Linked DNA regions of Mus musculus: all the other regions are linked to region 1. A link is a contact called in public HiCAR-type, HiChIP or PLAC-seq and promoter capture Hi-C data. All regions are on one chromosome and are shown on one strand. The core of a region is the stretch at or near the end of the contact, and the rest is flanking DNA. Distances in the headings are between cores, read along the strand shown. Region 1 holds the start of Prkrip1 (Prkr interacting protein 1 (IL11 inducible)). Region 2 holds the start of Nsun5 (NOL1/NOP2/Sun domain family, member 5). Region 3 holds the start of Plod3 (procollagen-lysine, 2-oxoglutarate 5-dioxygenase 3). Region 4 holds the start of Col26a1 (collagen, type XXVI, alpha 1). Region 5 holds the start of Hip1 (huntingtin interacting protein 1). Region 6 holds the start of Rhbdd2 (rhomboid domain containing 2). Region 7 overlaps Col26a1 (collagen, type XXVI, alpha 1).

The links. Promoter capture Hi-C pulls out the DNA fragments that hold promoters and counts their contacts. HiChIP or PLAC-seq counts read pairs in DNA pulled down with a chosen protein or histone mark. HiCAR-type assays count read pairs that join an accessible place to other places.
Region 2: a contact with region 1 is called in a promoter capture Hi-C map of liver, with 2.9 times the contacts expected there. The contact joins the promoter of Nsun5 here to the promoter of Prkrip1 in region 1. A contact is called at or near these places in 2 of 39 promoter capture datasets (both in liver).
Region 3: a promoter capture Hi-C map of pre-B cells shows a contact between it and region 1, with 5 times the contacts expected there. The contact joins the promoter of Plod3 here to the promoter of Prkrip1 in region 1. A contact is called at or near these places in 4 of 39 promoter capture datasets (the C10 cell line, embryonic stem cells and pre-B cells), 5 of 115 datasets of contacts at active chromatin or transcription factors (the 230-238 cell line, large pre-B cells, memory CD8 T cells and 1 more) and 2 of 9 other capture datasets (adipose tissue and liver).
Region 4: a contact with region 1 is called in an H3K27ac HiChIP or PLAC-seq map of embryonic stem cells, with 5 times the contacts expected there. The contact joins the promoter of Col26a1 here to the promoter of Prkrip1 in region 1. A contact is called at or near these places in 6 of 39 promoter capture datasets (cranial neural crest, embryonic stem cells, hippocampal neurons and 1 more), 1 of 15 datasets of contacts at CTCF or cohesin (large pre-B cells), 2 of 484 Hi-C or Micro-C datasets (cortical neurons and nephron progenitors), 5 of 115 datasets of contacts at active chromatin or transcription factors (embryonic forebrain, embryonic stem cells, forebrain and 1 more) and 1 of 9 other capture datasets (embryonic stem cells).
Region 5: a contact with region 1 is called in a HiCAR-type map of embryonic stem cells, with 2.9 times the contacts expected there. The contact joins the promoter of Hip1 here to the promoter of Prkrip1 in region 1. A contact is called at or near these places in 1 of 39 promoter capture datasets (liver), 1 of 484 Hi-C or Micro-C datasets (CD4 T cells) and 1 of 115 datasets of contacts at active chromatin or transcription factors (embryonic stem cells).
Region 6: a contact with region 1 is called in a promoter capture Hi-C map of erythroid cells, with 6 times the contacts expected there. The contact joins the promoter of Rhbdd2 here to the promoter of Prkrip1 in region 1. A contact is called at or near these places in 1 of 39 promoter capture datasets (erythroid cells), 1 of 484 Hi-C or Micro-C datasets (CD4 T cells) and 1 of 115 datasets of contacts at active chromatin or transcription factors (astrocytes).
Region 7: a contact with region 1 is called in a RAD21 HiChIP or PLAC-seq map of pro-B cells, with 20 times the contacts expected there. The contact joins the enhancer-like site here to the promoter of Prkrip1 in region 1. A contact is called at or near these places in 19 of 39 promoter capture datasets (the 3T3-L1 cell line, the C10 cell line, the HPC-7 cell line and 8 more), 4 of 15 datasets of contacts at CTCF or cohesin (the NIH/3T3 cell line, embryonic stem cells, large pre-B cells and 1 more), 68 of 484 Hi-C or Micro-C datasets (the AML12 cell line, B cells, the Ba/F3 cell line and 41 more), 25 of 115 datasets of contacts at active chromatin or transcription factors (the 230-238 cell line, the NIH/3T3 cell line, the SCID.adh cell line and 15 more) and 4 of 9 other capture datasets (adipose tissue, embryonic stem cells, liver and 1 more).

Annotation. Positions count from the first base shown.
Region 1 is chr5:136,197,069-136,201,319 of GRCm38.p6, forward strand. Prkrip1 (Prkr interacting protein 1 (IL11 inducible)) reads right to left here and starts at 1,886. Exons shown (of 6, transcript NM_025774.3): 1 at 1,707-1,886; 2 at 712-790. The coding sequence starts at 1,832.
Region 2 is chr5:135,367,494-135,371,744 of GRCm38.p6, forward strand. Nsun5 (NOL1/NOP2/Sun domain family, member 5) reads left to right here and starts at 2,460. Exons shown (of 10, transcript NM_145414.2): 1 at 2,460-2,583; 2 at 2,698-2,820; 3 at 3,748-3,922; 4 at 4,005-4,113. The coding sequence starts at 2,491. It overlaps Trim50 (tripartite motif-containing 50), which reads left to right. Exons shown (of 6, transcript NM_178240.3): 6 at 1-161. The coding sequence ends at 161.
Region 3 is chr5:136,984,621-136,988,871 of GRCm38.p6, forward strand. It overlaps Plod3 (procollagen-lysine, 2-oxoglutarate 5-dioxygenase 3), which reads left to right and starts at 2,399. Exons shown (of 19, transcript NM_011962.3): 1 at 2,399-3,183; 2 at 3,497-3,588; 3 at 3,715-3,851; 4 at 3,952-4,115. The coding sequence starts at 3,066. Znhit1 (zinc finger, HIT domain containing 1) reads right to left here and starts at 2,284. Exons shown (of 5, transcript NM_001310747.1): 1 at 2,191-2,284; 2 at 259-429. The coding sequence starts at 2,212.
Region 4 is chr5:136,880,673-136,884,923 of GRCm38.p6, forward strand. Col26a1 (collagen, type XXVI, alpha 1) reads right to left here and starts at 2,543. Exons shown (of 13, transcript NM_001346699.1): 1 at 2,178-2,543. The coding sequence starts at 2,335.
Region 5 is chr5:135,543,045-135,547,295 of GRCm38.p6, forward strand. It overlaps Hip1 (huntingtin interacting protein 1), which reads right to left and starts at 2,078. Exons shown (of 31, transcript NM_146001.2): 1 at 1,893-2,078. The coding sequence starts at 2,012.
Region 6 is chr5:135,630,474-135,634,724 of GRCm38.p6, forward strand. Rhbdd2 (rhomboid domain containing 2) reads left to right here and starts at 2,181. Exons shown (of 4, transcript NM_146002.2): 1 at 2,181-2,445. The coding sequence starts at 2,268.
Region 7 is chr5:136,752,924-136,757,174 of GRCm38.p6, forward strand. It overlaps Col26a1 (collagen, type XXVI, alpha 1), which reads right to left. Exons shown (of 13, transcript NM_001346699.1): 6 at 1,992-2,090; 7 at 1,270-1,422. Among named protein-coding and RNA genes, the nearest start is that of Myl10, 61 kb to the left of the region's middle. Within about 2 kb of position 1,743, at least 22 of the 459 cell types and tissues checked have an H3K27ac peak or open chromatin away from gene starts, as enhancers often do. A contact at or near this core is called in the 230-238 cell line, DN3 thymocytes, the P5424 cell line and 3 more, where this site is marked.

The DNA of each region.
Region 1 (4,251 bases), core at 636-3,135:
CATGAGGAGTATGAGTTCAAGCACAGCCTGGTCCACACAGTGAGACCCTACCTCAAAAACAAAACATCGTATTGAAGAGGGGGCCTGGAGCTCTTCCCTGCCCAGTCCGTTTGTCTGATCATGTGACACTTTAGCAGCTTTTAAAGCCTCTGAATAAAATGGTTTAACCACAAGAAACAAAACAAAACCAAAAGCATAACTGGGAAACCATTATCTACTGTCAAACCATAAAATAGCAAGGAGTGCTGTCTCCTGTAAAGACAAAATAGTTTTCCATATATATAATAGAGGGCACCTGATCGCTTTACAGATGGTTGTGAGCCACTATGTGGTTGCTGGGAATTGAACTCAGGACCTATGGAAGAGCAGTGTTCCTAACCACTTAGCCACCTCTCCAGCCCCAGACTAATTTTCCTATCAAAGATCTAGTTGACAAGAAAAGAAAATAGTGTTTCATATTTCCCCTTAAAAACTATAAACCCGGGGCTGGTGAGATAGCTCAGTGGGTAAGAGCACCCGACTGCTTTTCCAAAGGTCCGGAGTTCAAATCCCAGCAACCACATGGTGGCTCACAACCATCCTTAACAAGATCTGACTCTCTCTTCTGGAGTGTCTGAAGACAGCGACAGTGTACTTACATATAATAAATAAATCTTTAAAAAAAAAACAAAACAAAAACTATAAACCCCTGACACCCATAAGAGACATTACCCATGACATCTCGGACAAATTCTGGAGGCGCTCGAGGAGCCCATTCATTCATTTTCTCTGGAATTGGAACTGCTTTGTCCTGGAACAGTTAAACAGAAAAGCATCTATGAACATACACTTGCTGAGGAAGGTACATCCCGTTTGACGATCTCAACTGAGCACGCTTCTCAAATCTGGAGCTGACTGAGTGTAGTTCTGCTGCCCTGGCCTTACTTCATCCACTACACCATGGGGTCTAACGTGGGCCAAAGTTCTCCTGCGCTAAACAAGTCTGGAATCTACGTCACTAAGAGACGAGCCAACCTCTTCTAGTCAAAGATATGAGCTGTCTGTTTTACGAGGCCCATTGAAGAGGTAAAGAGTGATGTGGTCCAAATTTGGCGTCCAATGCTTCTTTAATAATGGCTGCTATTTGGAGTTGTACACTTTTGCTAAGACATCGATTCTGGGTTTTGTTGGTTTCTGAGATAGGTCTCACTGTCTAGCTGATCTGAAACTCACTACGTAGACCACGCTCGCCTCGAATTTGTAGCAAACTTCTGGGGTCAGCCACCAGAGTGCTGGGATAGCAGGTGTGCACCACCATACCCAGCTCCCACCGCTTTGGTTCATATATTAAAATAGAAAGGGCTGTGAAGCAATACTGAATAGTAGCGCAGGGCTGTCATCCCAGCTCGTAGGGAAGATAAGGTAAGAGGAGCCGGGATGCGAGGAGCCCGGATGCGAGGTCTGCCTATCTTACAAAGCCGATTCGGTACGGAACGTGGACAGCACGAGCAACGCCATGATACCGCAAACAGCAAACTAAGAAAAAGGAGGGTGTGGAGGGCTGGGCAGCGCCTTCGTGCAGCTACGCTGTAGGACAAGAACAGGAGCGAGGCTCCCTCCACGGGGCCGCCCTCTCCGCCCCAGGGTTGCTCTAGGGGGACTGAATGTAGCCTTGCTCGGTCTGGCGGCGGGGTGAAGGGACTGCGCCTCGGCCCACTTCCACTCACCGGGTTCTTCATGAGCCGCTCCAGCTTGAGCTTCTGCTCCTCGGCCGCATTCTTGGGGATGACCAGCGTCTGCGGCTCTTTCTTGGGCCTGGGCGGTCTCACAGAAGCGGCAGCAGGACTCGCCATAGCCGCTCTCCTACTCCTTTACGAAAGCTGCCGGCGGCCGCTCGTATTGATGACGACAGAAGAGCGCGCCAACCGCGCACGCGCACTCTCAAACCCCCGGGGGGAGGGGCGCTCTCCTGAGGCGCATGCGCACTCTCTCCTCGGAGGTACGAGGCAGTCCTAAGCAGCTTGCTTGAATATTCATGAACGCGAGGTCAGTGTGGTTTATTTTGATCATAGCACTTTAATTTCATTTCCTGTTTCAAAACAAATCAGGGCTGCCTGATTCTCACATCCGGAGAGGAAGAGACGGCCTTTAGTGATGATGAGTGGGCTGGCCCCAGGCGACGTCTCAGGTCCCCAAGGACTTCGCACAGCTTGCTCTGGGACTCTTGGCACGTCCCTCCCAGTTTCGCTCGCTCCTGGGCTTTGTCTTTTTTTTCCGTTTCTTTTTTATCTATTCTACTTTCTCCCTACCCCACTCTCTCTTCCTCCTCCTCCTCTTCTCTCCCCTTCTCCGCCCTCTCCATATCGTCTCCTTCCCTCCCTCTTTTCCTTCCTTCCTTTCCTTTCCTTTTTTTTTTTTTTTTTTTTTTTTTTTTTGTTTTTTTGTTTGTTTGTCTTGTTTTTCAACACAGAGTTTCTCTGTATATCTCTGTCCTGGAACTTGGTTTGTAGACCAGGCTGTCTTCGAACTCTCGGAGATCCGCCAGCCTCTCACACCCCGATTCCTATAATAATCTTATAATCTCCTTTGTAACTGAACTCTTAAGACAGACCCGATCTCCTTGGCCACGCTGAAAGTACAGCGCCACCAGTCGAGCCTGAGTATGTGAGTCTGTTTTAGAATAAAGGAAGTTGCCATTCCAATCTACCTGACGAGGAATTAACTTCAAGTCTTTCACTTGAAGGTGAAAGTAATGGAGAATGATGGAACTGCGGCCTTCTGGTGGTGGAGTGTTTTGTTGACCATGCGTGAGGCACTGAAGTAGCTCCCTATAGTAAAAGATGTTAAGAGCCAGCAGTGGTGGTGCAGGCCTGTAATCTCAGCACCCAGGGAGTTACAGGCAGATGGATCCCTGAGTTCAAGGCCATCCTGGTCTGTAGAGAGAGAGTTCCAGGACAGCCAGAACTACACAGAGAAAGCCAGTCTCAAAAAACAAACAACAAAAAAACAAGCAACAACAAAACAAGCAACAACAAAAACCCAAGATGGTAACAGTAACATCTTGTAGGCAAGGAAACTGAAACAAGTCCTTTATTAGAAGAAGCTTATTAGAATGAAAGGGCCTCAAAGCTGACTGTTGCTGGAGATGGAGGGAGAACAATAGACAGTACAGTATATGGATCTCTGAACGTGGTGGGGCCTTAAAGGGAGCAAGAGGCTTCCCTTTGGAACCTGGAGAGGAGCTTCATTAAAACTGGAAGGAAGGCCGGGCAGTGGTGGCACACGCCTTTACTCCCAGCACTCCGGAGGCAGAGGCAGGCAGATTTCTGAGTTTGAGGCCAGCCTGGTCTACAGAGTGAGTTCCAGGACAGCCAGGGCTACACAGAGAAACACTGTCTGGAAAAAAAGAAAAAAGAAAAAAACAAAACTGTGAAGAAGAGAAAGGAGAGAAGTCAGAAGAGGTAGTGTGTGGGGTACAGAGGAGCCTCTTCAGAAATCCAGGATAATCTTGCAGCAATCCCCCCCCCCACACCCAGGAGTGACCAAATTCCCAGAACATAGGAAGGGGCTTTTTTGGTAACTCTTTAGGGGCAGCACAAAGTTTCTCACCATATGGTTTAGTTCAGCACAGTGAATATGACACAAAACACAGAAGGGCAAGATGCCATAAACAGAGAGCTGCTAGATCACACCACTGACTGATTCTGAACTCTACCCCAGAGAGAGCTGCTGGCAGGTATGCCTGACTCAGGCTATGGGAGATGGCCTAAAGGCACAAGCCTGTAGAAGAAGGAGAAGGAGAAGGAGAAGGAGAAGAAGAAAGAAGAAGAAAAGAAAGAAAGAAAGAAAGAAAGAAAGAAAGAAAGAAAAGAAAGAAAGATAGAAAGAAAACTATCCAGAGGAGTGCAGTAGCACATACATGTGATCTTAGTATTTAGGAGGCAGAGGGACAGAGATTTCAAAACAAGCTGGGGCTATATCACAAGACCTTGTCTGAAAAAAAAAAATTAAGGGCACCAGTCATGATGCTAGGAACCTTTAATTCCAGTGCTTGGGTGGCAGAACTCTATGAGTTCAAGGCCAGCCTGGTCTGCATATCAAGTTTAGGGCAGCCAGGACTACATAGTAATGTTCTATCTCAAAACACAGCCAGGACAAAAGGAACTGAGGGCTTGCTCTGCTCCGTGGTAGAGACGTGCCCAGAGTCCACCAGTGAGGTCACTGACGATGGCCATATTTGCCCAGCATGTACAGGTACCGGTTCCAGCATGT
Region 2 (4,251 bases), core at 1,210-3,709, 830 kb before region 1:
GTCCTGATGATCTGCGGACACTCTATACTTTCCAAGCTGACTTCCAGGGCAAGCTGTACCCTATCCTGGACACATGTTGGCATGAGAGGGGCAGCAACTCACTGCCCATGGTATTGCCCCCACCCAGTGGGCCTGGGCACTTCACACTGGGACAGGTATAGGCTGTCCTGGTCTGTCTTGCAAGACAAAGGGATTTGAGGGCTTCCGCTGGGTCTCAGTGTTTGGACTGCTTGAAAAGATTCTTCACACCCGCGTGTCCCCAGAACATTTATATCAGGGGATATAGCCTCTTCCTCACCACCTAGGGGTATGCGTGCCACCTTGCACCTTACCAGGTCCTATAGTTGCTCATAAAGTAGCCCTGTCCCCAGTACAGGAGAATGCCAGGGCCAAGAAGCGGGAGAGGGTGGGTAGGGGAGCAGGTCGGGAGGAGGGTATAGGGAACTTTTTGGGGTAGCATTTGAAATGTATATAAAGAAAATATCTAATAAAAATAAATAAAAAATAAAGTAGCCCTGTGCTTCCCAACTTGTCCAGCAGAGGGCAGAAACATTTCCTCACATATTTAAACGTTATCACTGGGGCCTTCAAACATCTATTAAAAACAATGCATTTGACATTTTTCTCATTAATTATTACTACTACTATTTTAATACTTATTTTTATGTAGGTGAATGCTTGCGGGTGCTGTGCCCACAGAGGTGTCATGACCGGAGTAAGAAGGTGCCTGGCAGGCGCTGCCAAGGCGTCCCCTTGAGGAATCACGCGATAGGCCTAGTATAAAGTTTGTTGGGAAAGGAAAGAGAGTGGGGACTTGGAAAAGGGTAGAGGGAGGGAAGGGGGTGGGGCAGAAAGAAGAAGAGACAGGCGGGCCAGGAACACGTGGGGACAGCGAGAGTGAAAGGAGAGGAGACTTGGGTAGTGACTAGCAGTCCTCTTCAACACTGCTGCTGTACCTGGCAAGCCGCATAAGTGGCAGCCGATGACGCAAGCTGTTGCTAAGTTGCTATTGAGCAGAGCCTAGCAGAATTGTCTGTAAGCCAACAGTCAGAAACTATGGAATCCCTTGGAGGTGGCATTACAAAAGGTTTTGATTGCCTAACATGTCTGGGAACAGTATGTGCTCTTAAGGTCTGAGCCACCTTTCTTAGGCCCAACTACCATTATTTTGATTGTCTCATGTAGTCCAGGCTGGTGTGAATTGGCTAGCCAAAGATGACCTCAAATCAATCTTTCTTCCTTTCCTTCCTTCTTTTCTTAAAAGATGTGAGAAGAGGGCATCAGATCCCCTTATAGATGGTTGTGAACCACCATGTGGTTCCTGGGAATTGAACTCAGGACCTTTGGAAAAGCAGACAGTGCTCTTAACCAGTGAGCCATCAGGAGCGTACCATCATGCCCGGTTTATACAGTGGAAGGATTGGAACCAAAGGCTTTCTGCCTGTTAGGCAAGCCCTCTATATAGATTGAGTCCCATCATTGGTCCTCCTCATCAATGTTGAGAATTGATCCCAGGGCTTTGCACATGCTAGGCAAGTGCTCTACTCCGAGGGACAATGTCTGTCGGCCCTATTAAACACCCACTTTTTTTTTTTTTTTAAACAATCTACTTTTTCCAGCGCTAGGGTCCCAGAGAGCCACATTTACTAGATGGGTGTTCAACAACTCCAAGCACACCAGTGGATTCTAGGCAGGTGCTCTACCACTGAGCCACGCCCCCAGCCCCTCCCTGGGGGATTCTAGGCAGGGACTCTACCACTGAGCCACGCCCCAGCCCCTCCCTGGGGGATTCTAGGCAGGGGCTCTACCACTGAGCCACATCCCAACCTCTCAGTGGAGGCATCAAGGCACGTGCTTTATTACTGAACCTTTCATCCGGTCACAGGGAGAGGCTGACACAGGACTGCTAGGAGAGTCTGCGTAGCCTTCTGAGTTCCAAAGTCTTAAAAAAAAAATTAAAAACTACAAAATAGCCTGGCGTGGTTGTGCACGCCTTTAATAAAAGCACTTGGGAGGCAGAGGCAGGCGGATTTCTGAGTTCGAGGCCAGCCTGGTCTCTACAGAGACAGCCAGGGGATACACAGAGAAACCCTGTCTCAAAAAAACAACAAAAACAAACAAACAAACAAAAAAAAAACCAATCCACAACAACAAACTACAAAATAGCTACACTGAATTCTAAAAAGAAAGTAGACTTTTTTCATTCTACATACAGGACCTCATTATGTAGCTCTGGCTGTCCTGTAACTACTTAGACCTAGCTGACCTTAAACTCGCAAAGATCCTTCTGCCTCTGTTTCCCGCGCGCTAGGATTAAAGGCGTGAGCCAGCCCGCTCGGATTTAGAGCCTAAGATTAATTTTTGGACGCTGAAAACGGAAAGCAGCGAACCCTTTGACTCCGGAAATCCGGTTGTACAAATTGTTGCGGCGGCCGTAAAGCCAGCCCGAGTTTTGCGACAGTGTCGTAGAGCGCTTGAGGCGGGGAGAGCATGGGGCTGTACGCGGCCGCCGCGGCGGTGCTGGCCGGCGTGGAAAGCCGCCAGGGCTCCCTCAAGGGGTTGGTGTATTCCAGCAACTTCCAGGTAGTGAGGCCGGGGGCTGGCAAGCCGGGCTGGGGAGCGGGGCTTGTCCGGGCGGGAGGGCGAGGCGAGGCGAGGCCCGCGTGGGGTGCAGCGGGTGTCCCCTGTGTCGCACAGAACCTGAAGCAGTTGTACGCTCTGGTGTGCGAGACGCAGCGCTACTCGGCCGTGCTGGACGCTGTCATCGCCAGTGCTGGGCTCCTTCGCGCCGAGAAGAAGCTGAGACCGCACCTTGCCAAGGTGAGCGGCGGCCAGAGGCTGTTACCCGTGCGTGGCTCTCACACTTCTTTCTGGGGTCCCAGTTGAGCTGGGTCAGATGTGACTCCCCTTGGAGCATTGCAGGAAGGGCTAAGTAGGACGAAGGTGCAAACTAGTAGTGGCTGAGGCTACCTACCGGACAGGGTGATGATGGCAAGGTCGGTCGGGGTCCAGAGCTCTGCTGGCGACCTGGGGGGTGGGGTAGGGTGGGGAGGGGGAGCTTCAGGCATGGGGCAGGACACGGGGTTTGCAGATGGCATTTGCTCTCGTCTCTTTACCCGCCTGCCTGGATGCCTGTCTTTTTGTAATGCTGGGAGATTGAACCCAGAGTCTCCAACAAGCCATAGAAGAGTTCTCCCACTGAGTCACACCCACAACACCTCATTGGACAGCATCACTAGACAGATGCTCTATTTTTGAGCAGTACCCCCAGCCCCTCACTGGGGGATTCTAGGCAGGTGCTTATTGCTGAGCTGCAATCCCTATTTCTTCTCTGGTGGATACTAAGCAAGCTTCCTACCCTACTGCTGAGCCACCGCCTCCGTTGCCTCCTCTTCCTTCTCCCCCTTTCGTCCTCTTCGGTCTTTAGAGACAGGCTTTCTCTGTGTCACCCAGGCTGTTCTGGAACTCACTCTGTAGATCAGGCTGACCTCGAACTTACAGAGAACCGCTTGTCTCTGCCTCTTGAGTGCTGGGATTAAAGGCACCATTACCCAGTTAGCTTGTAGTTTTCTTGCTTATGCATCTGATGTTGCTGGCATTATGGACATTTGCCCTAACATCATGCCATTAATTTCTTTTGTGATCTTGGGCAAGAGAACTCTATTGACATGACCATCTGGACAGGTACCTACTTCTCCCACTGGAGGGTTTTATGGTGTTAATAGTTTTGTGTTTTTTCCTGTCCAGGTGCTAGTGTATGAATTATTGCTGGGGAAGGGGTTTCGAGGGGGTGGAGGCCGATGGAAGGCTCTGCTGGGCCGGCACCAGGCAAGGCTCAAGGCTGAGCTGGCCCGACTCAAGGTTCATCGGGGTGTGAGCCGAAATGAGGACCTGTTGCAAGAGAGCTCCAGACCTGGCCAAGGTGACTTGGAGGCTGAGGGGCGGGAGGGGAGTGACCCTCAGAAGGCTCACCTCCCTCCCCACTTGACCACTGTGACTTCTAGCCTACCAGGTACCACGGTTCGTGCGTGTGAACACGCTCAAGACCCGCCCTGAGGATGCAATCGATTATTTCAAGAGACAAGGTTTCTCCTACCAGGGTCGGGCTTCCAGGTAAGAGCTGAACATCGTGCCCGGGTGCCTTCATTTTCCTCTGTGTCCAGGTTCTCAAGGAAGTAGGAGTCTGTTAGAGGGGAGACTAGGTGTGTGTATGTGGGATAATCACTGCTTTCTCTGGATGTTTTTCCTACT
Region 3 (4,251 bases), core at 1,149-3,648, 790 kb after region 1:
TGCTGAACTCAGCAACCTGAGTAACCAGAATTTCAACTCTGGAAGGAGAAAACGAACTCCTGTAAGTTAATTTCTGATCTCCACAGGCAAGCGTGTGCAGGAATGAACAGACACACATATGCATGCACACAAAATGAGGAAATTAAAAACACAATAAAGATGCAATTCCCATCTGCGCTCATTGGCATCATCTGCAGTTACGGGTGACAAGGAGCTTCACGGCACTGTCTCGCTCCTCCTCCCTAACCCCCATCTCACCTGTGTCTGCATCATCATCAAACTGAGGTAGCCTCTTGCCCAGCTGGGGGAGGCCGGCATGGGGGTCATCCTGGAAGTTGTCATTCTCCAATGCCTCCAGCTGTCGGTTGATCCGCCGCTGCCTGGCTGCCCTGTCCAGCACCCGCCGCTGTCCAGGGTCCTGGGAGCGAACTAGATGGGGCAAAGAGAGTTACCGGGGTCAAGACAGGAGGAAAGTTGCACTGCCGTTGCCTAGAGCCCCAGTCTCCTCGCCTCGGCCCCTTCATTATGCTGTGAGGAATTCCCAGATCTTCACCCTGCTTTCTTCCAGCTTGGCAAGCTTGTTTCGGCCCTTTATGCTGCCTCTAAGTCCTCCCAGTCCCAGCAATAACTGGAGACACAATAAATTGCAGCTGGAGAGAGGGCTCAGTGGTTAACAGCGCTCCCTGCTCTTGCAGAGTGCTACAGCTGTTTCCAGGACCCAGGACCAGCAGCCATGAGGGTGGCTCACAACTTTCTGTAATTCCAACTGCCTCTTTTGTCCTTCATGGATACCTACACTCACCTGCACAGAGCAGCACACATACACAAATTAAAATAAAGAGCGCCTTTGAGAATTGACACAGTATTGACTTCTGGCCTCCATATTCTCAAGACCTGTGATTCAGTAGGGCAAAATCCAGTGTACATTTCTAGAATGTTCCTTCAGCCTGAGACGCATGCCTGTGCCCTGTGACTGCACCGACTACCTTCCTTGGACTAAAAGTCTCCCCAGTGTGGCTCCCAGATGTCCCCCTATCTTGTTGGATATATTTCCTATCCCGACATTTTGTCTCCTCTCTTGCTCTCGAGGCTGCTTCTGCCTGTCCTTTTTCTTTAATTGATAGCGCTCTTTGGCCTGTCCCTTTCTCACCCCCACAACCTTCAATAGGATCTCAGGAAGCCCAGGCTGGCCTGGGATGACCTCCTGTGCACAGCCACACCAGGCTTATGTGATGCTGGGGATGGAGCAAGAGTTTTGGGCATGCTGGACAACACCCTATCAGCAGGGGCTCATCTCTGACCTCTTTTTCTTGTATTTCTATCTTTCTTCAAAAAGTGCATTTATTCTGAGTGTTTCTGTGCACATGTAGGTGTTGCAGTACACGTGCAGAGATCAGAGGACACTGTATGGAAGCCTTTTCTCCTATCATGTGGATCCTGGGGACTGAACTCAAGTAGTCAGGCTTGGCAGCAAGCAACTTTACCTACTGCATGCACCATCTCACCTGCCCATTCCTGGTGCTGGGTTTCCCATAACATGCCAGTCTCAAACCAGAACTCCCCCAAACCACAGACTTCAGGACTACAGGACACCAAGAGGCTGAGGTCCAGCCTAATTTACATAGGCAGCCTAGGCTACATTAAAAAAAGAGAGAAAGGAAGGAATGAAGTGTGTATGTTCGTGTGTGTGTGTGCACGTGTTTGTGTAGTACCCAAAGCCAAGCCCTTTGATTTCCTAAGTTTCTCTGTTCCCTCCATCCAACATCCAGAAGCTGGAGGAAAGTGGGGCGATGGTGGCGCACGCCTTTAATCCCAGCAGTGTAGAGGCAGAGGCAGGCAGATCTCTGTGAGTTCCAAGCCAGCCTAATCTACAGAGCTAGTTCCAGGACAGCCAAGGGTACGCACCCTGTCTCGAAGAAAAAAACAAAAAACAAAAAAAAAACAAAAGCAAAACAATCCAGAAGCCGAGGTGAGTACCACTGCTCATAGCACCCGGGCTTTGGAGAGACAACACATCCTCTCCATCCCCAACGTCTGCTGAAGCAAGCAGTCACAAAACACGAATTAATGGTTCCGAGACTGCCCCAACACTGAGCGAAGGTAATTGACGTGAAAAGCTAGGCGGGGAGATGTTAGGCTGAATTTGAACTTGGGAAGCACAAAAGGGCGAACCACTCAAGGCTCACATACCGGCGGGTTTCTTCTCCACCATTGGCGCAACACAGTTGACAGAAGAGCCTACTGCGCACGCGTACTAACCACCGACCCTTGCTCTGAGCACACCCCTTCCGGTGGCGTGCACACATACGCGTGCGCAGTCTTTCCCCTCCCGCTTGAAGTCATTACGTGATGTTCCCTTGGAGATCAGCAAGCTTTCGCTTTCCGCCATCTTTGATAGGGGCAAACCTAATTCCGGTCGCATTGTGGTTACCCAAAAAAAAAAATCTGAGAGCCGCCTGCAAATGGTCACTTTTTAAAAACTGGCGTGGGTGGTCTTTAGGGGAGCGCTCTTGTCCCTGTGCCCTTTGCATCCCCGGTGCGTGTCCCCGCGCTGCGGGACAGGATAGGCAGGTTCGGTGGCTTTGTTGAACCCAGACCCACGAGGATGTCCGCGCGATCCCGCCTCCGGCTTCCCGGCCCCTCCGGGCCCGTCGCCCCCGCCGCGCGCCACCCCAGGCCTTGCTGTCCTGTGTTCCTCCGGGTCAGACTTGTGGTCAAGACCCGCCCCCGCGTCGCCTGGACCCTCCTCAAAAGGTCACTTCCCCTCCCGGGGGGATTCGGTTGCTCCGGTGTGAGTCAGGCAGTGCCCAGGACCGGACCCTCGGCTCCTCCCCACCCTCCAGCCCGCGCCCGCGGGACAATCCTTGCCTTGTCTCGCCGTCTGCATCTCGGGTTTTCGGTGGCCTCGGGTTACGCCTTTTTTCCAGGGCGGAGTCCCGAGCACAGCTCCTCCTCTCAGCGGGCTCGGTTTCCCCTTTTCCCAGAATCTTCCCGGGGCGTCGGAATCCAGGCGCTCAGCTCAGCGCCGGTGCGGGCCTGGGTGTAGCCTAAGCGTGCTGCTAGCCATGGCTGCGGCAGGCCCGGAACCCCGGCTTTTGCTCCTGCTCCTGCTGCTGCTGCCGCCGCTGCCCCCCGTAACTTCTGCCTCCGATCGACCCCGGGGCGCCAATGCTGTCAACCCAGGTGAGAACCCGGGCGGCCAGTGGGCAGGGTCGACACGTCCGCCAGCCTGGAAGGGAGTGTCCAGCCTTCCCAGTGCATTAGCCTCTCATGCAGAACTTGGGGTTCCAGGCTCCCCAGACAGACAGGAACACCCCAGCCCCCATTCGTGTATGTTACTCTCACCCGACTCTTCTGGAGATCAAATGTGCTGAAAGAACTTTAGTGAAGTAATATGGAGGTGTGTGTGTGTGTGTGTGTGTCGGGGGTGATACAGAGGGATAAACACGTGGGACACTAAGCCGTGTCTTAAGTGCCAGTTCTCTGGCTATGACAGACAAATTGCTGGTGATCACTGTGGCTACGGCAGAGACAGAGGGGTACCGGCGTTTTCTGCAGTCTGCGGAGTTCTTTAACTACACTGTACGGGTGAGTGGGGGGACCCATGGGAGAAATTCCAGCGGGAGAGGGCAGGGGTCGTGGGGGTTGGTCCTGTTTCCTCATCTTGGCCAGCTGAACCTCTTCCGCTGCGTGGGGGTGGGATCTTTCCTGCAGACCCTGGGCCTGGGACAGGAGTGGCGAGGGGGTGATGTGGCTCGAACAGTTGGTGGAGGCCAGAAGGTCAGGTGGCTCAAGAAGGAAATGGAGAAATATGCAGATCAGAAAGACATGATCATCATGTTTGTGGACAGGTAAGGAGGGCTGGGGTGGAAAGAGTGGGAAACTGGTTATGGAGAGAGAAAAAGAGACTGAGGTTCCTCCTGGCTCTCGTCTTCCCCTTTTCTTGCCCAGCTACGACGTGATTCTGGCAAGCAGCCCGACAGAGCTGCTGAAGAAGTTTGTTCAGAGTGGCAGTCATCTGCTGTTCTCTGCTGAGAGCTTCTGCTGGCCTGAGTGGGGGCTGGCAGAGCAGTACCCTGAGGTGGGCATGGGGAAGCGCTTCCTCAACTCTGGTGGTGAGTGGCCGAGTTCCCAAGACAGACTTGTCCCCTCTCTATCTCTCCCTCCCCCAGTGGAGCGGGCATTGCATGCTCTGGGTGCTTGAGTCGGGGACCCTGGCAGTCTCGGGAGGTCTAACTCACTTCTGCTTGC
Region 4 (4,251 bases), core at 1,293-3,792, 680 kb after region 1:
ACCAGCCCAGGCACCTTAGAGAAACTCCATCCCAGATTTTAAGTTTTCAAGGGAGCTGGAGAGAGGACTCTACGGGTAAGGCAGCTTGCGGCACAAGTGTGAGGACCCAAGTTTGAATCCCCAGCACCCATGTTCAGTTTTGTTCCAAAATGAAATCACAGCTCACACTATACAGAATGGTCTACAACTTCCCAAGCTTGCTTTCATCTTCACATATGGAAGTGTCCACAGTCCACACTGCTGTGGGTGTTTGTGTTTGTAGCTCTCTTCCAATAGAAGCTTTTAGAAAGTTATTTCCCAACAAAATAAAATCACAGGCAAACTGGCAATAATAGAACCTGGGATCTACTTCCTAGCTTCCATAACGGGGGAGGCAGTGAGAAAGCGACGATAGAACAAGTTTGGAGAACGAAGATGGCAGTCAATCCTGTGTGTTGACAATGAACTCAAAGAGTGAGACTCTCAATTCAAACGGCAGTTTTATTTTTTAAAGTACGTGTGTGTGTGTGTGTGTGTGTGTGCCCACGTGTGAGCGCAGTGCCCGCCCTCAGAGACCAGAAGAGAGCCTCAGATGCCTGGCGCTGGAGATATGAGCAAGGGGGTTCGTTCTGGGAGACCCACGCAGTGGACGCTGGGAACCAAACTCAGGTCCTATGCAAGAGCAGTAAGATAGTAACTTAATTCCTTAATCCTGTGGCGGTGTGAGGATCAAAATACACCGCGTGGAGCTAGTACAGATGCGAGGATTGGAGAGGTCGTCAAATAGGAAAGTTAAATTCGGTAAGATTAGCAAACAACTCAGTAACATATATTTGGGTGCGCTGCCTTTTCTTTGAGAATTCAAAAACCATTGAGACAGCGCTAAACCATCGGAGGAGGATAGCGCGCCACCTGGCGGTAGATGGAGAAGCAACGGACAGGTCCAGGCACTGAGGGCTGAGTGACCCCGCGCCTCCACCAAGCCCACTGCGGAGCCGTGGGATCGGGGTGGGTACCCTGTTCCAGTGTGAATTGGACAGCCAAACTTTCTTCGGCCGCCTCGACCCCCAAAGGCCGAATGGAATGGGCTCTCCAGTGTCGCCAGGCGACCGAAAGGACTCATGGCCTGGTAACTCTGGGAACTGTAGAACACAAAGCCAAGGCCGCGCAGGTGAGCCGGGCTACTCCGTGGGGACTGAACCCGGAGTCTTGTGAGTCCCGGGAGCTCCCTCTACGACTCCCGGATGCAAGTCGGTGCCATCTCCATTCGAAGCCCAGGGCCGATGGGCACAGGGCAAAAAAAAAAAAAAAAGGGAAAGGACGGGTGGGCGCGACCGGAGACCACCAAGTCTGAGGCCCCAGGTTTCCAGAACCCCTCTCACACAAGTTGGCTCCCCGAACTCTTTAGGCCCGGGGTCCCAGCAAATGATCACAATATCTATTCCCTCTCCTGCACCCGACCACAAGGCTCCTACGGTCGTGCGTTCCAGGCGTCCGTAGTCCCCAGGCCTGCGTCCTTAGCACTGGGCTACTGTGCCTCGGAGGCCACCCCACTGTTCCCCATCTCGCTTTCGGTCTCCGTGCCCTCAGGCCTCGTGGTACAAGTCCCGTGTCCTTTCTTCCCAATCACTGGACCACTTCGCCTCTTAGTCTCTGTGGTGCGTCCCCAAACACAGAGCACTCAGCAGGGGGTCACTGCGCCTTGGAGCGCGCACTGGCTCTAATTCTCACGCCCCCGTGTCCTGAATACCCCAACATCCAGCCACCACTCCTCGGAGTCCTCACTGTCCTTTGATCTAGTTCCTGCGCCCCCAGCCCCTAGCCATTACGCCTCAGAATCCCCACTGCCCGACGATCCAGCTCCGCGGCGCCTCAAACTCGATGCCTTTCGACCCCAACACCCAACAGACCTCAACTCCTCGGATCCTCTGTTGTCCCACGATCTGGCCCTCACGCCGTCGAGCCTCTGCTTCCTAACATTCGACCACCTTTTCTGTGGTCCAGTCCTTGGTCCGCTATCCCGCGTCCCCCAGCACCGGGCCAATGTTCTTCACAGCCCCTGATGTCGCTGGATCCAACCCTCCGGGACCCTGGCTCACTGTCCTGCGTTACTAGTACCCGGTCACGGCTCTTCCGAGCCCCCGCTGTCCCGGGATCCAACCATCGTGCCCCCAGGCCCGGCCACTGGCGTTACTCACCGGCGACTCGAGTAGCCGTTGCCGGGGGAGCCGGCGCCCTGCTCCGGGTAGCCGTGCTGCTGCAAGGCTGCTGCCGGGAACGGGTAGAGAAAGCCGGTGGCCAGCGCCGACCCGCACAAGCAGCAGCACGCCCATGGTAACAGCAAAACCAGCTTCATTTTGCACCGCTCTCCCGCGGGGACCTAGGGTCCCGGGAGCCGGGAGCCGATCAGGAGTGCCCCAGACCGCTGGACTGACCCTGTTGCCCCAGGCTGGAGCGCAGGGAGCTAGCCGGTGATGGCGTGAAGTCAGGGTCGGAGGTGGAAGTCGTCTTGGGGGGGGGGGGCGCCCACGCCTCTCCAGGGCCGCCTTTTCAAATTCGGCGAGGTGGGCTCTGCGCAGTCGAAGGGGGCGTGGGTCTTTCTTTTTAACCCTCAGCGGTCCAGGACTGAGGAGGTGGCTACCAAGCCGGGGGTACCCCCAGGGACACACATGTTTCCAAACACTAAATCTTACATTGTGGGCTCTTATACACATTTTGCACTTTCCATACCAAGGTGGAGGAGGATTTGGTCCCTCTCAGTACCCAGTCTTTGATCAAACACCGTGACACTGTGAGATATCACTATCTCCATTTTTCAGAGGTAGATCTTGGACTCAAGGAAAGTTAAGCAAGGTTCTGTGGTAAAAGTGTGTGCTACAGAAACCTGACACCCATATAAAAAGCCTGCCATGACACTTAACCCCATCCTTAGAGCCTCCAGCCCTGGGGCTTCTGACCGGGCTCAAGGTTCAGTGAGGGAAACCTTGAATGGAGGTAAGAAAACAAGAGGACTAGAGCCGGACACCCTATGTTACTCTCTAGCCTCAATTTACCCATGCACACGCGTGTGCATAAGCCCCCTCTCACACACACACTTAAGCCTAGCTTGTGTGGTAGTGACCCCTATAATCCCAAGGCTCCACATGCTGATTGTGAATTTGGGGCCAGCCTAAGCTTCATAGTGACAACAGTAACCCAGAAAGTACAAACGGGGTTCTGCATCTGATAGTAGCACCCACAGCACAGGCCAGTTGACAGCAATGTGGAATATTCTGGTCTTTCTCGTTAGTCACGGTGTGGAGGGAAGGTTAGAAGACAAGAGTATTTTCAAATCCAGGTGAAGAGGAGGCTGTGAGCTAACCATTTGTTGAATGTCGCCGGTATCCATGAGGCACACTTCAGATTCCTTTGGGAGGAGGCGCTGAACACCCCTCCCCATAAAGTGGGGGTCCTCCAAACCCTTCAGAGCCCGAGGGAGACATGGATGGGGGGTGTGAAAAAAGGTCCTAGGTCTAAGACGCGCATCCCATGAAGGGGCTATCTACTCTGTGAAGAGTAAACCCGGCCTCCGAGACCCATGAGAACTTGGGAAGGGTGGACATTCCACAAAATAAAACAGAGCCAGGCTGAGCACGGCAGTGCATATCTGCGATTCCAGTTCTAGGAAGTTGGAAGCAGGAGTATTGGTCAGCCTGGGCTACATCACAAGACTTGGTAACAGACAAAAGAACTAAGTTGGGATTGGAGGAACTCTCGGGAAGGGATGGGCAATTTAGGGAAGAAGGTAAAGAGAGTTGAGTGTGATATATTGGGGTACCCATGCTAGAAGGTACCTGTGAGTTATGTATCTATAGGACTATATTAGACCAGATAGCAAGTCAACAGAGTGGGTGGCTCACTCTTTCCTAACAACAGTCCTAAAGCCAGATGGTGTGGGAGACTATAATTCCAGCCCCAAGCAATAGGTACAAGACTTTGAATCCAGCCTAAACCATATAGTGAGAACCAGTCTCAGATGGGCGCAGGGTCGGGGGAGATTCCTGAAAATGTAGCTCAGAGTTCTTGTCCAGAATCCTCCCAGCAAAGTGCTGGGCTGTGGCTCGGTGGTAGAGCCCCTGCCCAAAATGCTCAGTGAGGGGCTGGGGGCGTGGCTCAGTGGTAGAGCCCCTGCCTAGAATCCCCCAGTGAGGGGCTGGGGGCGTGGCTCAGTGGTAGACTGTCCGCAGCTTATACAAGGATGTAGATCAGATCCCTAGCGCTCTCTCTCTCTCT
Region 5 (4,251 bases), core at 828-3,327, 650 kb before region 1:
GAATATCTCAGTGCTCTCTCTCTCTCTCTCTCTCTCTCTCACACACACACACACACACACACACACACACACACACACACACATACACACGGCTCATAACAAGTGTTCTACAGAAGGTAAAACTAGACACTGCCTACCAGTCTTCCTGTTGGGCAACTAGGAAAAATGTTACTTATGGCTGGAAACATTCAAGTGCCTCAATTCTATCACTCTGTATTAAGTTCAAACTAAAAAAAAAAAAAAAAAAAAAAAAAAAAAAACATTTTAAAAGTGATTTTGGGTGTATGTATATGGAGGGGTATTCATGGCACGGCTTGAGTATGGAGGTCAGCAGACAACTTGGACAAGTTGGTTCCCTTCCTGGGATGAAACTCAGGTGGCCAGACTGGTTGGCAGGAGCCTTTACCCCTTAGCCACCTCCGCTGGCCGTAAGCTCAAACTTTTATGTCTAACTTATTGCCTCAGTTTTAAGTCGGATGCTATAAAATAGCTCCAGTTTATTTTCTTCTTTCAGTTTAAAAATAAAAGAGGTTGGGGGGGGATATGAAAACTTTTTTTTCTTTTTTTCTTTTTTTTGGCAACAACGCCCAAGGTTCAAAAGATCTGAGAAATTTAAAAAGCTCCAAACTCTATAGACATTGAGAGGTAAGTGGACGGTGGTCTCTCTTTCCCCTCCCGGGGTACAACTACCCCATTTCCCCCCTCAGACACAAGAAGTGGACCCAGGGGTCTCAGAAACAAGAGGTGGTGTAAAGTCCCCTGGGGTGAAAAGGCTTTCTTCCGAGCAAGGTCCATTTATAGAACACACAGGCCCTCCCTATCTCTTCCATCTTTCCTACTCACAGAACACGACAGGGGACCTGCCTCTGGCTGAAGTCAACTCAGATCTTCAAAGTAGAACTCGGAGAGCCAGAGTAGAAGAAATCTACCGGCCCGGCATCCGCAGTGGGATCCGAGGAGTTGTACTCTCAGAAACAGATTTTACATACAGATGAACTGATGACTACACACCCCGAGCCTCACAACTTGATTCAGTCCGATCAATACAGCATGCATAAAAGCCTGAGGTAAAACTGGATAGTGGCTTTTTGTTGATAACTGCGGTGGAATTTTGGCCATCTGCCCTGGTCAGACCAGACAAATAAGGCAGGCGGTCTGCTTATTAGCTGTCAGGCATATTTTGGAGGGTGAAAGCAAAACCTCAAATCAGGAGTCTGAGTATCACTGGACAGCTTATGCCGGCACGCAAAGCTCTGACAATCCAAGCGCCTCAATTCCTACCCCAGGCTGCGCGTCCCCGTTCCTCCAAACCCCCGGGCCATTTTACAAGTTGGACCACACTTCACATTTCTTACGGTCCTTCCCATCACTCAGACCCCTTTGGCCCAGCCTCTGAGGCCAACAGCTGGGGCTGCTGAGAGCCAAGTTAGAGGCACCGTTGAGCGAGATGCTGGGAAGTGTAGGGAGAGTCAATACTAAAGTAAGGCGACCAGAGCCACCCTTCACACCCCCACCTTGGCGTTCCCACACTTGGCAAAAACCAAGCGACTTCCAAGTGCTTCCCCTATCCAGGAGCACCCTTCCGTCAGTCCCCTTTCAACTCCCTTTAGCCTCCCTTGTGACCCCTGATGGTGCTCACTGAGACCGTCCCCTCAGCCGCAGGAATCTGCAGTTCCCCAGAGTGCACCCCGACCCCTATGCCAGTGGAGATGCCCAGGTAGATCCCGAACCTCCCTGGGACCCGCCTAGTTCCCTACCCCAAAATGATTCCGATCGCAGCCACCTTGCCTAATTCCTTCCCGAGTCTGCAAGTCCCACTCCCTTCCAAGCCTCTCTTGCACCCTGCATCACTCCAAGTGCCCCAGGGATGCCCCAGGGTTCTCGAATCTCACCTGAGTCCGCTCGAAGCTCTCGCGCTCCGCAGCCTCCATCCCAGCACCAACTCCGCGGCGGCTCAACACTTTGGGCAGCGGGTTGGATACCTGCTTCATGGAGCTGGCCATTCGGTCCATGTTGTCTGGGTGAACAGAGTCAGGGGCCCTCGGCCGCCCCGGGATCCCCGCGGAGCCTCCCGCCCCTCCCTACCCGCGGGGATCCGGCGCTAACGGGGACAGATTCCGTCTTCCATTGGTTGACAGCGCTGTCCATCTCCCTCAGAACCCACCCCATGTTTCCAAGAGGCTTTTCCCCACACCCCTCTTCCCACTTCGGAGGCGCTCCGCTCACTTCACCCGCTGCCCGCCTCAGGGCGGTCCGCATACTATGACTGGTCTGAAGGTTTGTCCATTATCATTAGTGGGCAGGACCTGGTGGGCTGCTGTCCTAACCTGCCCCCTAGGCTCCGCCCCATAATCGATGCACCGCCTTCCAGGCCTCTACATGCACTGTCATTGGTCTGAAGACTTATCTGTCAACAGGCTGGCTTGATGGGCTGCCCTAACCTTTTCTTGTTGGCTCCACCCTACATCCGTCACTCTTCCTTTGTTCCCACCCCCCAGGACCATAAAAGCACTATGATTGCTCTGAAGGCTTGTCCGTCATGCTAGTGGGTGGGGCCTGGCTGCCACAGACCAGCCCTTGCTGACTCCACCCTACTTCGAAGCGCCACCTCCTGGGCCCTTCTCTGCTGCGGGTTTCTGAGCAGTAGGACCTGCGGTCCAGCCGGCGCCACGAGTTCCCGAGGGGATGGAAAGGCAGATCAAGGGAAGCATGGCTGCACACCATGCTTCACCGGCTTGCTGGGGAACTCTGCGTCAGTGTGGACCCGCGATGGCGGCCTTAGTGGTCCTCGAAGTCCCCTCCTCGTGCATTCCTTTCTGCCCGTTCTGGAGGACCGTTCTGGAGGGTCCCCAAATACTGGCCTGTGATTGCGAGGATCTCCCCAGAGCTTTCCAAACTTTGCTTCGTTCTCACCTTATCTCGGTAGAAACCCCAACAGATGCTCTTTGTTCAACTATGGTAGGGTCCACTCCTCCCATCCTGTTCTGGGAGCACCTACAGACTGGGAAGTGCTCCTCAGCAAAGAAAAAAGTTACAGGTTCTTCACTAACAGAACTAGTGGCACCGTTAAGCATTAAGCAATTTGATGGTGCTATCCATCTAGCTCTGCAATAGAAGCCAGTACAAGTCTCACTTGTACTAGGCAATGTTTTAATTAATGACAATATCAAACTCACTATGTCGCTGAGTCCCTTGAATCCCTGAGCCTCTTGCCTCTTCCATTCAACTGTTAGGATTATAGGCGTGGGCCTCTAGGCTTGACTTTCCTTTAACGTTTTACACACATTTTGTACCTGTGTGTATGTGTGGGACTGTGTTCATACGGCAGCACTCTGTGGAGGTCAGAAAGCAAATTAGATTCTGTTCTCTACCGTGTGGACCCCAGGATCTGACTTGAGTGATAGGCTTAGTGTAGCAACCTACCCACTGAGTGGTCACACCAGGGATGCTCTTTAAAAACAGTGTTTCAAGACGGGTGGTGATGGTCCACAGCCTTAGTCTCAGCACTCAAGAGGCAGAGGCAGATGGATCTCTGAGTTCAAGGCCAGCCTTGTCTATAGAGTGAGTTCCAGGACAGCCAGTACTGCACACACATGCACACCTACATGCACAAAGATAATATTTCACTAAAAAGTTGAGATTGGCTTTGAACTCCCAGAAATCCTGCCTCAGCCTCTTGAATGCTAGGATTACAGGCATATACCTGTATACAGACTACCCACAGACACCCTCCCCCCAGCCTCCCACACTGAAAGAGATGCGGTTTGCAGGTGTGTCGCACCGTGTGCAAGCACATTCGTGCACCTGTGCACATGGAGATCTGAGGCCGATGTCAGGGGTCATCATCACTCTTGAATCTCGCATTGACTTAGGGTCTCATGGAACTCAGGGTTTGTTGATATGGCTAGCCACACTAGCCTGTTGGCTCTGAAGAGTCTCTGTCTCCCACTTCAGAGGCTGGAATTTCTAGGCGGGCCACACAAACCAGCTGGCCTAGGGTCCCGACTGTGGCGATGTGCACACACACCCTTGCTCGGCAATGGCTTTCACTACTGTGCCATCATCAGAAGAGGAGTTTAATTCGAAGCGGCCAATGACTTTTTCTAAATTAAAGCCTGGGTGAAAGTTCACATTTGATAGAGGCATAAAAGAGGAGTGAGCATTTGCAAGCACCAAGAAGGCTTTTGCTGGGCACAGTGGCATTGTGGGCACCAAGTTACAAAGCCTAGATGAAAGTGGTCCGAGGGAGTA
Region 6 (4,251 bases), core at 931-3,430, 570 kb before region 1:
AAGACCTACAAGGGATGAAACGTGATGAAACCATTTCTAGATTTAGCTCAAGAATAAACTCTTAGAAACAAGAGCTGTGGTTTGTGCTGAGAGATATTTCTATCCAGACCTCCTCTTTTAGGATATTCTGTCATGTGTGTCTTTGTATCTATGTGGGCACTTTCCTGGAGGTCAGAGGACAGATTACAGAAGTCGGCTCTCTAGCTCTCTCCATCCATCACGTGGATCCATGGGGTCAAACTCAGGTCCCAAGCTGTGTATCTCCCTGTATTCCTCCCCACTGTTTAAAATTCTCTCATTATTTCTATCAGGTGTCTATAACCCCTGCTGCCCCCTAGTGGTAGGTGTTATGCAAGCAAAGCTATTAGTTTTTTTCTTGGGATGGTGGATTCAATGGGCTTATCAAATGGATGGTTTCTTGATTACATCTGATTATTTTTCAAAAGTATATGTATATACCGTATATATGTATATAATGCATACATAAATATTGGGGAGGAGGAATGGGGCTGTAGTTCAGTGATAGACCTCTTAACCTTTCATGCACTAGGCTGTAGGCTGCCCAGTACTGCCAAAACTGAACATATTGAAAAAGGAATATCTTGATGTCGCCCCCTGGGACCCAGCAAACTGGGATTCAATTTCCTGACTCTTCTCACCCGCGACTTGGTCGGGAAGCTACCTCACCTGCTAAAGCACTTGTAGCTCACAAAGGATACTCTAGCTGTTCACCAGAAATAGCTTTGCTCTGCAGGAAGCGCTTTTCAAACTGCAAAAGGCTAAAGCAAAGTTTAGCAAAAGCGTCATGGCGTACGCTCATAGCGCATGTATAGTAGCTCTAGTGTCCCTTCAATTGTCTCCTTCCCCGCCTCCTCTTACTTTATCTCCAGTCCAGCTCCAGAAAGTGCTGGCTCTGTCTTCTTGGCCAATTCAGGCAGGAAGAACCAAGTTTTAATTCTTTCTTTGCTATTGAACTGTATCCCTCAGGGATCCCCATAGACTCAGTTTCCTCTTTGGCAGGACAGAGACAAACACAAGTCTGTGGGAGAATAGGGCTCCGTGGTCCTCACGACGTCATACCATTACAGTGAGAAGGACCCGGCTGAAAGCATAGTTCAGTTGGTAGCATGCTGGAGTCCCTGGGTTCGAGCCTCATTACTGCATAAACTGAGGGAGGTGGTGCACATCTAAAATCCCTGCTTTCTGGAGATGGAGACCCAGAGTTCAGAGTCAAATTTGTGTAAAAGCCAAAAGCAAGAGGAAGAAATGTTTTTCAAGACCCCTCTCCCTCAATGAGGATCTACTAGTAGTTAATGGCTGTTGGGAGGAGAGACATTTGCTCCTGAAAGCGACTTTAATGAAACTCACTGGGTCGCAAAAATTTAAAAAGAAAGAAAGAAAGAAAGAAAGAAAGAAAGAAAGAAAGAAAGAAAGAAAGGAAGGAAGAAAGAAGGAAAGAAGAGAAAAGAAAAGAAACATGGAAGCAAAAGAGAAACTAAGATGGGAAGGCAAGAGGGGGTAATGGAGCCCCGATAAAATATGATCAAAGTACATTATACACATGTAAGAAAATGCCATAATGAAACCATTACTTGGTATAATAAATATAGGTTGATTAAAATTTTTAAAGGGAGCCTTTGAGATGGCTGAGAGTAAAGGTGTTTGTGTGTGCACCTCCACACCTTCTCTCACTGAGCCAAACGCAAATAAAATCTAAAAAAAAAAAGAAAAGAAAAAAAGAAAAATAAAAAGGGCTAAAGAGATGACTCAGTGGGTAAAGGCACTGCTGCCAAGCCTGATTACCCAAGTTCTATTCCCAGGACCCAGAGGTGGAAGGAGATGATAAACTCAACCTTAAGTTTTCATCTACCCTCCACGCGCGTTGCACGCACATGCCCCTCTCTCACACTCAAACAGATGTAATCAAATGTTTTTTTGGTTTTGCTTGTTTGTTTGTTTGTTTGTTTGTTTGTTTTTAATTAAAAATCAAGAAGAAGGAAGCTGAGGTCTAGGCAAGAATACTCCTGAGGCGGCAGCCCGCACAACACCCGTAGGTAAGCTGGAACTACAACTCCCGGCCTCCTTTGGGCGGGTAAGAGCGGAGGACTCCACGGGATTGGGCCTTCCCCCACCCCCACCCCCCCATGGGGCGGTGCTTGAGGAGAGGCCAGTCTTCCGCTGTTGCCAGGGGAGACCGCCGCAAGGAGGCGGAAATTGAGGAGGGAGGCGGGGAGTACCGAGGCCGCACGCTGGAAGGGCTCGCGGCCATGGCGGCCCCGGGCCCCGCGAGTCGCTTCTGGTGCTCGTGTCCCGAGGTGCCCTCCGCCACATTCTTCACCGCCCTGCTCTCGCTGCTGGTGTCGGGCCCCCGCCTGTTCCTGCTGCAGCCGCCTCTGGCGCCCTCGGGGCTGTCTCTGCGCTCCGAGGCCCTGCGCAACTGGCAAGGTGAGAAGAGGCGGGGCGGGGATGGCGCGCTTCCTCAGCCCGCAGACTCCCCGGTCCCTGATCTCCAGCCTCACTGCCAGCCAACCCCAGACCTCCGTGCCCACCACCATTCTCCCCACTTGGAGCTCCAGCATGTCTTGTCCAAAGCCGGATCATTTCCGCCAACTCCTTCTCTACCCACAATCGCCCCCTTCCATGTTACCCCAGATCCATTCATTCTTTGATCTCGAGGGTGAACACACTTCCTAAGCCATTCACGTTTTATAAACACAAACCCCATCTGCTGACGGCCCGAGCCCCACAGGAACAAACCAAACGTTTCTCACCTTTATCGTGACAATTGTCTACTGTCAACCCAATGGATGGCTTTTCCTCTTGACTCTAGAATTTTCTGCTGCGTCTTTACCTTAATCCTGACTCCTAATCCCAGCTCACAGAAGGAGCTGGTAAAGTGTTTGTTTTCTCAGAGGAGAGAAATTTCTCAAACTAATTAAGTCTGGTAATCATCCCTTTGTAAAAGACAGGATTCTTAGTCTTTGTTTCTTCCTCATTCTTTCCTGGGAAATCCCTGTTGCTTCTAACGTTAACAGAGGCCTGCGCGTTCATTTCATGTAATCCTCGCTGTGATTTCATGACAGGCCATATTAAATTGCCTGTTTACCAGAAATTGAGGTTGAATACAGAGATTCGCAGAGCTAACACATCATAATATTGAGATAGGAGCCCCGCACTTTGTTTTTAGTATGGTGATTTAAAACTAGGGCTTTGGGTATATAATCTCCACATCTTTAGATAGAGGTATACATATGTGACACATTATTTATATGCTTGTGTGCACTCTTGTGAAAGTCAGAGGACAACCTGACCGGAGTCTTTCTCTTCTTCCCCCATGTGGGTCCTGGGAATCAAACTCGGGTCTTTGGGATTGGCAGGACCTACCTCAGCCTGTTGAGCCATCTCGTCAGCTACCTAAATCTTAGAGAGTTGTATGTAGAATTTTTTCATATTTACCAGTAAAATTTCAATTTGGGACATATCCAGCAAATAACCAAACTTCTGGAGATATTCTGATAGGATGTAATGGTTTCCTGCTTAAAGCTGAAATTTTCTTTTCCCCCTTTTTTGGATACATGTAGCACTTACAGTCAGCTAAATGCCAGTGTAGACAGGCACGCACTCTTTTTCTTTCTGGGTTTTTGTTTTTTGTTTTTGTTGTTTTGTTTGTTTTTGTTGGTTTTGTTTTTTTGTTTTCGTTTTGTTTACTTTGAAACAAAGGGGCTTGCTATTTATTTACACCAGTATGGCCAGGCTTCATTATGTAGTCCAGGGTAGCCTCAGAGCCATGATCCTCCTGCCTCACCCTTCTGAGTACTAGAACACAGACATACATCACCCATCACCATGCTCACTTAACCATATTTGTCTGAGCATGGGCTCCATGAACAGGCAGAGAAACAGTACCTTTAATGCCAGCACTAGGCAGGCGGAGGCAGGCGGGTCTCTGAGAGTGAGCCCAGCTTGGTCTCCATAGGGAGTTCCAGGACAACCAGGGCTATATAATAAGACTCTGTCTCAAAAAAAAAAAAAAAAGAAAGAAAGAAAGAAAGAAAAGAAATTAGAGCCCTGTAAGTACCTTGCTACCAATCGTGAGAACTGGGGACCTACGTGGTAGAACTTCTGAAGGTTTTTCTCTGATCATGTACTCCCATATACCCACAAATAAAGACATATAAAAATGTAAAGTATGTATGTTAGCCATTACTTGTATTGGGGGGAAGAGTATAAACCAAATATGGCAGACACTTG
Region 7 (4,251 bases), core at 493-2,992, 560 kb after region 1:
CCCATCCTCTTCTTCAAGATTTTATTTTTGGGGGCTGGCAAGATGGCTCAGAGGGTAAAGGCACTTGCTACCAAGGCTGATGACTAGAGTTTGATCCCCAGAACCCACATGGTAGAAGGAGAAAACACTCCCACTCTGACCTCTACACCTAAACTCTGGCATGTCCCTATCAATAAATAAATACAACAAATTTACTTTAGTGTACTCTTCTTTTTTGATGCAATTTATTTTTGAGGTATTGGAGATTGAACCCCAAGGCTCATAATGTACTATGTACTATGTAAGTATTCTACCACTGAGTCACGCCCCCAGCTCCTCCCTGGGGAATTCTAGGCAGGGGCTCTACCACTGAGCCACGCCCCCAGCCCCTCCCTGGGGGATTCTCGGCAGGGGCTCTACCACTGAGCCACGCCCCCAGGCTCTCACTGTGGGACTCTAGGCAGGGCCTCTACCACTGAGCCACGCCCCCAGCCCCTCCCTGGGGGATTCTCGGCAGGGCCTCTACCACTGAACCACGCCCCCAGGCTCTCACTGTGGGACTCTAGGCAGGGCCTCTACCACTGAGCCATGTGCCCCAGACCTACTTTTTTTTTTTTTTAATATGCTTTTTTTTTTCCCTCTTGAGACAGGGTTTCCTTGTGTAGCTGAGACAGGTCTTGAGTTTGCTGGATATCCCAGACTAACTTAAAGCTAGCACTGAGTCTACTGTGTCAGCCTCCCAAGCCCAGCTCCTCCAAGGTTTTTAAATCACCCCAGGGCTAGGGTTAAGGTGAGGTTAAGATCAGGGTTAAGCACTTAGCCAGACCTGCTCCTCCTTCAACTGCTCTCCTCTGCCTCCCTCTGGTCCCTGAGACCCAGAGTCTCTGACCCCATGCTCTGCGCCCCCACAAAGCAGGTGTTTTATGTGGTCTGCGACTCACACAGGTCACACTGTGGTCCCTGAGAACAAGCAGGTCTCTGCCACTTTTGTGTCAGTAAACACCTGTTAGTATCTTACAGTGAGAGACCACAGGGAAGAAAATGTTTCAGGGGTGCTCCTGGTGGGGGAGCCTCGCCAGCTGCAGGCGGAGCCGGGAACCATCAGACCTGGTGAGCTAAGCCTGGGGCCAAGAGCAGGCTTGGAGGCGGTCTCCATGGAGCGACCAGGCCTCCTGTCCTGGATGATCCCTGATATTAGCGACTCTTAGCTTCTCTGGGATCCTTAGCGAAAGCTAGTTTCCCTCAACAGACAGTTTGGCTCACCCACCCCCGACCTGACCCAGCACTCACTCTCCTTGTCTGTTGGTGTCTGCAGGGAATACAGGACGCCTTGGGGAGTGTTTGGCAAGAGGCCAGGACTTCCTGCTGGGCCAGGAGGGCCTGGTGGACCAGGGCGCCCCATCTCTCCAGGGAGCCCGCGTGGCCCCGGTGGTCCCAAGAGACCTACAATGAAGAGCAGAGGCTTTAGGTGAGACCAGCGGCTGCGATGTTACAGACAAGGGAACTATGGCCCTGAAGAGGAGTGGCCAAGGACATTTGTCCAGTCAGTGACAAGTCTCCGGGCCCACAGTCCTCCTGGGAGGTCAGTGGGACATCTTCCTCTTTCTGGCACAGGGACAGCAGAGGGTGGACATGACAGAGTTAGGAGTGGGATCGGCACAGGCTCCAGCCAGATGTCTTGGGACTCGGGAGTAGTTTAACTCTGGAGCAAGGACAGAGCGTGAGCCAGCCCTGAGCAGGCATTGGAGCTCTGCAGCGCGCAGGGGATCATGGGATTCCTGCATGGGGTTTCAGGTGCTTGGAACAAACCCTGGGCCTTAGCAGCGCCATCCCCACCCCAAGGGTCCCAGTAGACTCTTGTCCTGCAGCACCTCTGAGATTGGGGAGAGGAGAAAGGTGAGAAGGAAGTAATAAATTTGGGGTAACAAGCAAGATTAAGGTACACAAAATGCCACCCATGCCCAGGTACAAAGCAAACTCCTGTCTCCACTCCAGGGGACAGGGCTCCTTACCTGGAGGTCCCACTGGGCCCTTCTCTCCTGTCTGGCCCTGTTCACCTTTGGAACCTGGAGGTCCTGCAGGTCCAGGTGGTCCCATCTGTCCTGGAGGTCCTGAGGAGAGAATTATGGGAGAACACTGTGGACTCAGATGCCATAGAGGCTCCAGTTCTGGTCACATGGGTTGTGTGCTCAGATGAGTGATAGGCAGGGGCTCTACCACTGAGCCACGCCCCCAGTCCCTCCCTGGGGGATTCTAGGCAGGGGCTCTACCACTGAGCCACGCCCCCAGCCCCTCACTGGGGGATTCTAGGCAGGGGCTCTACCACTGAGCCACACCCCAGCTCCTCACTGGGGGATTCTAGGCAGGGGTTCTACCAAGAGCCACGCCCCCAGCCCCTCCCTGGGGGATTCTAGGCAGGGGCTCTACCACTGAGCCACGCCCCCAGCACCCGGGTATACTGGTCATGAGAGTTGAGAAGTTGCCTTTCCCTGTCTGTGATCCCAATGACTGAGTTTGTTTTCCCCTTTTGGGTAAACTGAGCAGCTGAGAAGCATGGTCTTCCACTGCCAGCCACAGAGTCAAACTGTAGCTTGTTTTCTCAACATCCTTTCTTCCTGCTGTCTTCTTGCTCAGGGTCCAGAACTGCAGTTGTGGCAGCTGAGCCCAACCTTCCCTGAGGGTCTGCAGGGCCAGGCCTTCCCTCTTGAATCACTATCTCTTGAAATATTCTGGAGGCCTGAGTGTGCCACCACGGAGCAGGCCCAGTTATCCCAGCACTGAAGAGGCTGAGGCAGAAGAATCAAAAGTTCAAGGCTAGCTTGGGTGACATACTTTGTCTTACTTCTGAGTCAGCTGAGGGCCGTGTATGGAGCACAGCATTTAAAATTGCATTTGACTCTGGTCTGTGAGAGAGTCTCTAAAGAACCTCTTGCTGGAAAATCTCACTCAAGGAGGCAGGAAAACGCAGGAGTCACCATTAGCGGGGTGTGTCTGCCACCTGCTGGCCATGCCTGGAACTTCACTTTCTCTGATAAAGTTCCAATCAAGAGCATCAATGAGTTTTGAGACTATGTAACACAGGAGATTTGGGGCCTGGGATCAGGGGCATATGTGTGAACTCTAGAGGTGAATCCTGGGGTTCATCAGGAGAGGAGAAAGAGGGGACTAGATCATATTCCCAGGACCTCCAGGCACTTACCTAAAGTGTCTGAGTTTTAGTTGCTATCTCTAACTTGTTCGTTCACATGCTTTGATTTAAGTTGGGAATGACACGTACAGCCAGGCATGGCTGCTTGCACTTATAATGCAGCACTGTTGGAGCGGGGTGGCAGAGAAAGAGGGATCGTGAGGGGTTGCTAGCCTCCAGCCTAGCTCCAGGGTCAGTGAGAGACCCTGTTTCAGGGAATAAGGTAGAGGACACATGATGCAAACTTGTGAATTTATCAAAATATCTAGGGGGGACACAGTGGGGACAGTGACCCATCTTGAAGGACATCTCACCCCCACATCCACCACCACCATCATCACCATCACCATCACCATGGTATACAGCCTGAGGCCAGCACTATCTAAGTGTGTTAGTTAGCTCTGTCAGTTAGACACAGCCCTGGGTCAACTGACAAGCTAGTCTCGGCTATGGAAAACACCTAGATAGGATTGGCCTGGGGCATGTCTGTGATGTATTGTCTTGAAGTTCATTGCTGTAGGAAGGCCCAGCCCACTGTGAGGTGGCACTGTCCCAAGGCAGGTGGTTCTGGGTCGTTTAAGAAAACTAGGTAAGTGTGGGGCTGTGGGTGACCCAGCAAGCAACATTCCTCCATGGGTTTTGCTTCCAGTTTCTGTCCTGACATCCCTCAGTAGTGGACTGATGTATAAGCTGAAAAAAGCCCTTACGTTCCCTAAGCTGTTTTTGGTTTAGAGCGGGTCATCAGGCAACAGAAAGGACCCCAGGACAAGCAGGCATGACAACTGCAACTGTGCTGGCCACGAACATCAGCAGCACTCTGCAGCCCGGCCACAAAGCCTGGACCTCTGAGGGGAGTCTATAGAAAGGTCTTCTTATTTTTGCTCTTGAAAAGAAGCCAGGGATAGTGGCCCAGGTCTAAATTTTAGCACACAAAAGGCTGAAGCAGGAGGATCAGGAGTTGGACAGCAGAGCTCAACATGGATCTATGGGGCTCTGTGTGCCTTAGGAACAGCTGCATGCTTCCAGGGCTTGCTTTTTTTCTTTTTATTTATTACCATCCTGAGAGATGAACACAGGTCCTCACA